3 separate regions of the Sus scrofa genome follow, and all the other regions are linked to region 1. A link is a contact called in public Hi-C and HiChIP or PLAC-seq data. All regions are on one chromosome and are shown on one strand. Each heading gives the region's core, a stretch centred on a gene start, on an enhancer-like site or on the middle of the called end of the contact. The rest is flanking DNA. Distances are from core to core; before and after follow the strand shown. Region 1 holds the start of C10H1orf53. Region 2 holds the start of ZBTB41 (zinc finger and BTB domain-containing protein 41). Region 3 holds the start of ATP6V1G3 (V-type proton ATPase subunit G 3).

Evidence for each region. A called contact is a pair of places that touch in the nucleus more often than the background predicts. HiChIP or PLAC-seq counts read pairs in DNA pulled down with a chosen protein or histone mark.
Region 2: a contact with region 1 is called in a Hi-C map of skeletal muscle, with 6 times the contacts expected there. The contact joins the promoter of ZBTB41 here to the promoter of C10H1orf53 in region 1. A contact is called at or near these places in 2 of 5 promoter capture datasets (fetal liver and liver), 2 of 47 Hi-C or Micro-C datasets (heart right ventricle and skeletal muscle) and 1 of 2 datasets of contacts at active chromatin or transcription factors (alveolar macrophages).
Region 3: a contact with region 1 is called in an H3K27ac HiChIP or PLAC-seq map of alveolar macrophages. The contact joins the promoter of ATP6V1G3 here to the promoter of C10H1orf53 in region 1. A contact is called at or near these places in 1 of 5 promoter capture datasets (fetal liver) and 1 of 2 datasets of contacts at active chromatin or transcription factors (alveolar macrophages).

What each region holds. Positions count from the first base shown.
Region 1 is chr10:20,730,931-20,733,630 of Sscrofa11.1, forward strand. C10H1orf53 reads left to right here and starts at 1,382. Exons shown (of 4, transcript XM_021064484.1): 1 at 1,382-1,651; 2 at 1,995-2,111. The coding sequence starts at 1,508.
Region 2 is chr10:20,088,558-20,091,257 of Sscrofa11.1, forward strand. It overlaps ZBTB41 (zinc finger and BTB domain-containing protein 41), which reads right to left and starts at 1,388. Exons shown (of 11, transcript XM_021064480.1): 1 at 1,222-1,388; 2 at 1-609. The coding sequence starts at 492.
Region 3 is chr10:21,393,563-21,396,262 of Sscrofa11.1, forward strand. It overlaps ATP6V1G3 (V-type proton ATPase subunit G 3), which reads right to left and starts at 1,255. Exons shown (of 3, transcript XM_003130597.6): 1 at 781-1,255. The coding sequence starts at 862.

The sequences.
Region 1 (2,700 bases), core at 132-2,631:
ACTGGAACAAAATGGTACCATTCTATGTCTAATCCCACATGCGGACTTCTGACCAGATCAGAACACAGAACTGTTCTATTACCACGAAGACCTCCCTTCTGCCCACCCCTTCATATCCACACCCCTCATCTGCCAAAGCAGGAGTTTCACAAAACAACACTTACTCTTCCTAGGTGATTCGTTCCTATTTGAACTTGGTCTAGTCTATTTCATTTCTGTAAAATTCAGTCTCCACTCTTTGAACTAATGTCATAAACCATTAATAAGTCCTCATCCTCAACTTAAAAAATAGGGAAATCAGTCAGAACTTCCAGGCTTATTTCTTCTGTTGAAGAATTTGGGAGTTCCTGTCATGGCTCAGCGGGTTAAAAACCTGGCGTAGGGTCTGTGAGGATGTGAGTTCAATCCCTGGCCTTGCTCAGTGGGTTAAGGATACCATGTTGCCACAAGCTGTGGCATAGGTCACAGAGGCAGCTTGCATCCTGTGTTGCTGTGGCTGTGGCACAGGCCTCAGCTGCAGCTCTGATTTGACCCCTAGCCCTGGAACTTCCACATGCTGTGGGTGCGGCCTTTTTTAAAAAAAAAAAAAAAAAAAAAAAAAAAAGGCTTGGTAAAATAGCACAAAAAACACATGACTAATTTATGGTGAATTCCTTTTTCTAATCATAGCAGCTCTTTCCATAGCGTTACCGAGGGTTCCTCCTCAGCCTTCCAGGTTTAAAGCTCTTTTCTCAGATCACTAAGCAGTCTCCAGAGTGCCATAACTAATTTATTATCCAACACAAAGGAAATAAATAGATTTGCAAAACAGGATTCCATATTAACTCACTATGAGATTTACAAATGACCAATAGGATCATTCAGTCAGTACCTACTAAGAGAATCCAAATACGGTTGCAGGGTTGCATGGTAAACACAGACGCCAAAAACAGGGTGGCGATGGTTTAGAGCGTTCTTTCTCAGGTACTACTCAACCACCTACCATCTTCAGGGATCAGTTCCTGCCCCCCACTTCTTCAAAAAGTGAAGGACACTTACAAAAGGGCAACTCTTCAAGTCTGAAACACAGGCTGGGGTGCGAGGTGGGAGTGTGTTAATTTAATTCTAACGCCTGAAATTACCCCCTGGGTTTGTGCTAATTTTCTCAAATTCAATTTTGTAGGGGTAGCTGGATAATTTTCTTTCATCTTTCGGACAGGAAGTATACTTTTACTGTGTATTCTGCAAATACTTAGCAACATGAAACCATGGGCTTTTCTTCCTCAGGGTTCACTTTTGGTCCTCTTTCTAGGCTGGGCCCTAGAACCAAGCCACGCGGCACCTGTAAACACAGCCTTTGCCGGATAAGCCCAAGCTGGTTATAAACAAACCTGGGGTATTTTGATCACTTTCTGGCATCTTAACAGTTGTGGCGATCATGCTCAAAGATCCCGACTAGTTTGACAGGTGCATCACGTGGGGGCCTCCTCGGGGGCCTAAAGTCCACCTGATCTCCAAGGAAGGGCCAATGGGGCTGCGGAAGCCCAGCTGCGCGCGCGTTCCCGACCGCCCGGTAGAGCTGACCAGGCCTGAGGCCCGAGGTCGGGCTGGTCCGGGATCAGGGTCGGAGGGCCAAAGTCCAGGACCAGAGAGCGGGGTCCGGCATAGGAGGGTGAGGTCGGGGTCCGGACAGCCGAGGTCGGGGCTGGGGGTCGGGATCCAGGACTGGAGGGCGGGCCCAGGGTCAAGGGTTGGAGGGCAGGGTCTGGGGTGAGGGATCCGGGGTACGGGGCTGGGACCAGGCCAGGCCCCGCGGGAGCAGCCGGCACCGCCCCGAGGCCCCAGCGCCGGCGCCCCGCCCCCGATAGGCGGCGGCCATGGCGGCCTGGAGGGTCCGGGTGTCCGCGGGCGCCGCGCTCAGAGGGCAGCAGCCTGCCGCCCCGCCGCCAAAACCACCCCGGGTCGGAGCGGAGTTCCGACAGCCCCTCAGATTCACCTTCTGCTCCGCTTCGAAGGGAGACCGCGGCGTCTCCGGGCCCGACTCGCTAGAGGGAGGGGCGACGGGTCGGGCAAGCGAAGAGTTAACGGAGGCAGAGCGGAGGATCGCGGAGCTGCACGCTGCAGCCTGCGCGGTGAGGCCCCGTCCCTCCCTTCCGGGGTGGCCCCGCCCGGACTGCAGACGGGGTGGGGTGGGTTGGGGGACTTGCGCCTGCGCGGTGAGGCCTCCCCCGCGCTATGCCCTCCCCTCCCTTCCCCGGGAGCTCCGCCTCCCTCCGGCAGCTCCGCCTCCCCCCGGCAGCCCCGCCCAGACGGCCGCCGAGACAGCCCCCCGGGGGCTGGTGCGCCTGTGAGTCCTCGCGGAGAGGTTGCTGCCGGCCGGTGCGGTCCTGCGTCTGGCGTCTGATGATGCGTGTGCTTCCATCTCAGAACTTTTCGCTTGAAAACTGGCCACGGTTTTCCTATTCCGGGCAAGGAGTTAACATGTATCTGTCCGGAGTATGAGCGCAACTCCTTTCTGATCAGCGTCCGTGCTAAAACTCCGGTCACAGTTTTGGGCCCATCATTACTCTGTGTGTGTGTGTGTGTGTGTGTGTGTGTGTGTGTGTGTGTGACAGGAAAAATATGTTGTGTGTTTATCTGCAGTATCATGTAGGCACTGCCATCCAATGATTTTAATAAGGAAAATTGATTAACTTATTTTTAATTCATTTTCATTTTTTG
Region 2 (2,700 bases), core at 138-2,637, 640 kb before region 1:
AAATTTTGCAGCCTCTAAAACAAGAGGGATTTCATATTTGTACACAAAAAATTCTGATGTGTAAAGAAATTCAAGCAAATGCTGAAAAACTGAGTGTGTTACATGATCCAGGGTGACAACATCAGCGCTTGGATTTTTGCTCAAACACGCATGAAAATAACTACTGCCAACAGCAACAACAACTTTATGGGCACTAAATTCTTTTCCTTCTACTATGATAAGCAAGTCGCAGAAAGACGGCTGCTTCTGCCTATCGTCATTTAAATACTTCAGCAAATTCTTATTGTACTGCAAAGAACTCAAAAGTGTTCTCTGATCCGGAGAGGGAGGAAGTTCCTGATAACAGCGAAGAGTGTCAGGAGCTGGTCTTTCTGTGGAATGAGTACAGGTTATTTGCTCACACTCCGCTGCCACATTTCCATCTGAAGAATCTTTATGATAGCCTAGATGGATCTTCTCAAGATGTGAAGTAACCTTTCTCCTTTTCTTCATTGCAGTACAGCAATTTCAGAACAAGAAACTTCATAAGTGTCTTGAGGGATTTACAAAGGAAAACTAGATTGTCTTAGATAACGGCTTCTGGAGGGGCGTGCCCGAGGGGTGCATGGTCTGCGAAAAGAGTAAGAACCACGTAAAATAACTCCATGGCCAAGCGATCCTACATCATTTGCGGCACTGTCAACAAATCCGTCCTGATAACTCGACGATGATAAAGTCACCGTTGCCACTTCATTCGTGGCTAAGATTTTAGGGCGGAGAACAAGGAGGGCCGAATAGAAAAGACAGCCAACAAAAGAATAATTTTAAAGGCAGCAGAACACACCTTGAAGGCCCGATTCGCGAACACGGCTAGGGGGAAAGAGAGCAAAGGGGGAGGCTCCCCGAGACCGCCGAGGGCGCAGGTGGAGCGGGCAACCTTCGCGATGCAGAGGCGCCGGGACGGTGACAATAAGGCCGTCGCGGCGGCGGAATCCACATCCCCCAGAAACACGCTTCCCCCGGGCAGCAAGGCGTACCTCCTCCCGGACGGCGTGCGTCCAAAGGCCGGAGGCGCCTGGTGGGACGGCCCCGGGAGGGACGCGGAGAGAGCCGGGTCACCCAGGGGGACGGCCGCCGGAGCAGAGCCTCCGCAGGCCCCTCTGGGCGGAGACCGCGCCGGCCGCGGGTGACCTGCCGCCCTGCCCACCCGCTCCCCGAGCGGACACGCCGCTCATCCATTACCGGGAACCGAGGGCTCCCCGCTGGATCCCGGCCGCCGAGCTCCACTCCGGGCGCGCTCGCCCCGGCGCCGACCCACTTCCGGGTTCAGCCCCCCGCCCCGCCCGCCCTTCCCCTCCCAGCCCCGCCGCCGCCGCAGCAGCCACCGAACACGTCAACCGCGCGCGCAGCCTCGCGGCCGCCAGGACAACACCGAACGGCCCTGCGCCGGCCAATGCGCATGTGCGCGCGCCCCTCCTCGCGCATGCTCTGTGGGTCCCCGGCCCCCCCGTGCCCCGGGGCGACCCCGGCAGCGCTGGGAGGCTATTAGTCCGGGTTTTCGCGGTGGTCGGGGTGGTGCGGGAAGTGGTGTGGGGGCTGGGGTCGGGGGACTGGGGCGGGGTTTGGTAAGAAGCGGCAGAAGCACCCCCAACCCTTAGCGGAGCGCGTCCTCACCGCGTTGGCCTTTGGCGAGCGGGCAGCCCTCCGCAGCAGATGGAGCCCGGCCCCGCAGACTCTGCTTGGCGTCCGAAGAACCCAGCTCGACCTCCCTTTTCCGCTTTAAACAGCCAACGCAATTGCTCCAGAAATGATTTAACGTCTTACTGTCCACAGAAAACATTGAAAAATGTACACATAAGTATGAAGGTGTCAGGAGAGAAAGTCAAAACAAACAAAAAACCCCACCCGGATAAGTTTTGGAGCCAGTTCCCAAGATTGTGCGTTTCTGACACAGCCCCAGGTGATGGTGATCTTGCTTTTCTGCGCACTACATATTCAGCAGCGAGGTGCCAGTCGTGTGGTTTTACAGACACGAGGAAAATAAGACAGAGGCTGAAACCTAATAGGGTGGGTGACCAGACTGGTGGACCCATTCCCGGTTCCCCTGTGGATAGACCTGTTAGAAAAAAGTGTTTCTGGAGTTCCCTACATGGCTCAGCGGAAAGGAATCTGACTAGCATCCATGAGAACGCGGGTTCCATCCTCGTGGCCTTGCTCAGTGGGTTCAGGATCTGACGTTGCTGTGGGCTGTGGTGTAGGTCGCAGCTGCAGCTCGCCTGGGAACCTCTATGTGCAGCAGGTGTGGCCCTAAAAAGACAAAACTGACACTTGTTGAAGAAGGTAAGACAAGCTTTATTCAGGGGTTTCTCCTACAGTGGGGTTTTGTATTAGGGGAGAGAGATTGGGTTTAATTCCAGACAAAGGAAAGTGGGGATTTATCACCCAGGGGCAGGGACTCAGGGGGTGGCTGGTGATGTTCGGTGGATGGAAAATGGCTAACAGAAAACAAAGAGTTGTAAGAGGGGGATTCTGGCTAAATTTACCTAACAGGGTTCCTGCTGAAGGCAGGTGGGAGGGGATGAGGAGCCAGATGTCAGCTATGGTGGAGGGGAAGTCTGGCTAAACTGACTTATCAGGATTCTTGCTAAAGTTGAGGAATGCAGAGACAAACACAGAAGCGCAAAAGTCAGAGCCTAATTGAGAAGGAAATTTGGAGGCATC
Region 3 (2,700 bases), core at 5-2,504, 660 kb after region 1:
AGTCACGAAGTAACTTCAAAATGGAAACGCCTTTTTTTTTGTCTTTTTAGGGCTGTTCCCATGGCCAATGGAAGTCCCCAGGCTAGGAGTCAAACTGGAGCTGCAGCGGCCGGTCCACACCACAGCCACAGCAACACAGGATCTGAGCTGCTTCTTCAAATTACACCACAGCTCACCACCACCCAGGACCCTTAACCCACTGAGCAAGGCCGCGTCCTCATGGACCCTAGTTGGGGGTCCTTACTGCTGAGCCACTATGGGAGCTCCCAAAATGGAAATACTTTCAAAGGTCGGAAATTAACAGCCATGGGTGGGGGAGGGGGAGTGAGTTTCTATCAACAAAATTTGACAGAAGCAGAAGCTGATGCTTGCAGAGAAGAAGTCCCTGGCTCAGCTTCACTCTCTAGTAAGGAGATTCAATCTGGAAGTTGTCTATCTCTTAACTGTTTCACAATATTGAGACACTGAGGTGTGGCAACATGAAGGAAGTTGCAGAGGCAAAGCTTAAGCCTGTGTCTTTGTAACTTCAATGTCCATTATCATTTCACTTAGCACACGGCTTGTTCCAAAGATCCGAGTGGGGGAAATTCACCCCCATACCCCCATAGTGATTGCAGAAACATACAAGGGGGTAGTTGATACGGCGGGGCCAAGATCTCCCAGGAAACTTGGTGGAACCCTCCTGCCTGCCCCTGAGGGCTATGCTTTTAAGACCAGCTCCTCTCCACTCCTCCCATTTTGTGACCAAACCCTCACAGGACAGATAGAACAGACACTCACTCTTCTTGGCTTCCTCAAGCTTGTCCTTGGCCCTCTTCTCGGCCTGGAGGAGCTGGTGGATGCCCTGAGACTGGCTGGTCATGGTGGCCGGCTCCAGGTCAGGCGGCTTCTGGGACTCTGGGACGCAACAGGTCTGTTTATCTTTAAAGAAATCTCCACATAGCTCAAATTGTTGTGTCAACACTGAGTGCTGAACACAGCTCTTGGTTCCAAAATGGCCTGATTGAGCAGGTGAGCTGGCCTCCAAGGAGAGCCCAAGGGTGGAATCCAGAAAAACAAGTCAAGTCAAGGAAACGGAGAACTTGTGTCTGTGAGCTTCTGCTCTATTATAGGAAATAAGGAGACTTTAAGGGGTGCTGAGGCTACTTAGGGACGAAAAGTGAGTAAGATATTTTAGGCAGATGAACTTCCCTCTTCTTCCAAGGAATACTGGCTTATCTGCTGACTTTTTCTTGCAAGTTAACTAGATCGTTCTTGGTTCTTTGTAGTTCTGGTATTAGGTCTTTGTCTTTATTTGTTCCCGGCAACACAAAAATCTGCTTGGGGGAGTTCCTGACATGGCTCAGCAGAAACAAATCTGACTAGTAACCATGAAGACAAAGGTTTGATCCCTGGCCTTGGTCATTGGGTTAAGGATCCAGCCTTGCCATGAGCTGTGGTGTAGGTCACCGCTGCGGCTCACATCCTACGTTGCTGTGGCTGTGGCTTAGAACAGCGGCTGTAGCTCTGATTTGACCCCTATCGGGGAACTTCCCTATGCCACAGGTTTGGCCCTAAAAAGCCAAAAAAGCCAAAAAAAAAAAAAAAAATCTGCTTGGGACAAATTTTTTCACCTTTCACAAGGAAGGTGATTTCCTGGCTTAGTGCACAGAGGGTGAGCACCGGTTCTCCTGCTTCTCTGGGTCTCGGGTGATAGGAATGAAAAGGTTTCTTGGAATTTGTGTTGTGCTGTTGCTGGAGTTCCTGGAAAAGCTTAGTGCGGTGACAAAATCAGCACAAAGGGAACTATAACTATTGGTTTTGTTTTAATTAAAATCATATAGGCGTTCTCTTGCGGTGCAGTGGGTTAAGGATCCAGGGTTCTCTCTGCAATGGCTTGGGTCCCTGCTGTGGCATGGGTTTGATCCCTGGCCCAGGAACTTCCACTTGCCATGGGCATGGCCAAAAAGAAAAAAATCACCAAAACCCGCATGTTGTATTACTCAGCACTTGTCCTGGGGGTTGTGCTGCAGCAATCTAGTAAAACCATCTTACTTGATTAGATTCAGCCCACTAGTGATTGAAAAACATCGGAATGTTTGTCACGGTCGGGACTCATAAAAATATCACTTACATGTATCTTAAAGTTATATCTGAAATGAAAAAGCTAATCTTTTGACATATGGCCAAGGCTGTTTTTTTTTTTTTTTTTTTTTTTCTCTGAAGCAGTCAGCAGATTGGAGTGTCATGTACCATTGCTTTCAGAAACTACAGCTCTGTGGCCTCATCTATAAATACCAGGTGCAATTTCTTTTAATAGATGCACAAATTTAAAGATACATGTGAGGTGTTCCTGTCGTGGCCCACTGGTAAGGAATCTGACTAGTATCCGTGAGGCTGAGGGTTTGATCCCTGGCCTCTCTCAGTGGCGTGGGGATCCAGCATTGTCATGAGCAGTGTGTGGTGTGGGTCGAAGTCATGGCTCAGATCTGGTGTTGCTGTGGCTGTGGCGGAGGCCGGCAGCTGCAGCTCTGATTCCACCCCTAGCCTGGGAACTTCCATATGACACAGGTGTGGCCCTAAAAAAAGACAAAAAAAAAAAAATACATGTGAAACATTTTGAGAGCCAAATCTTTTCAAGTTTTAATAATTACTTTCCCCTATCATTATTATTATTATTATTATTATCATTATTCTTTTGCTTGCTTTTTAGGGCTTCAC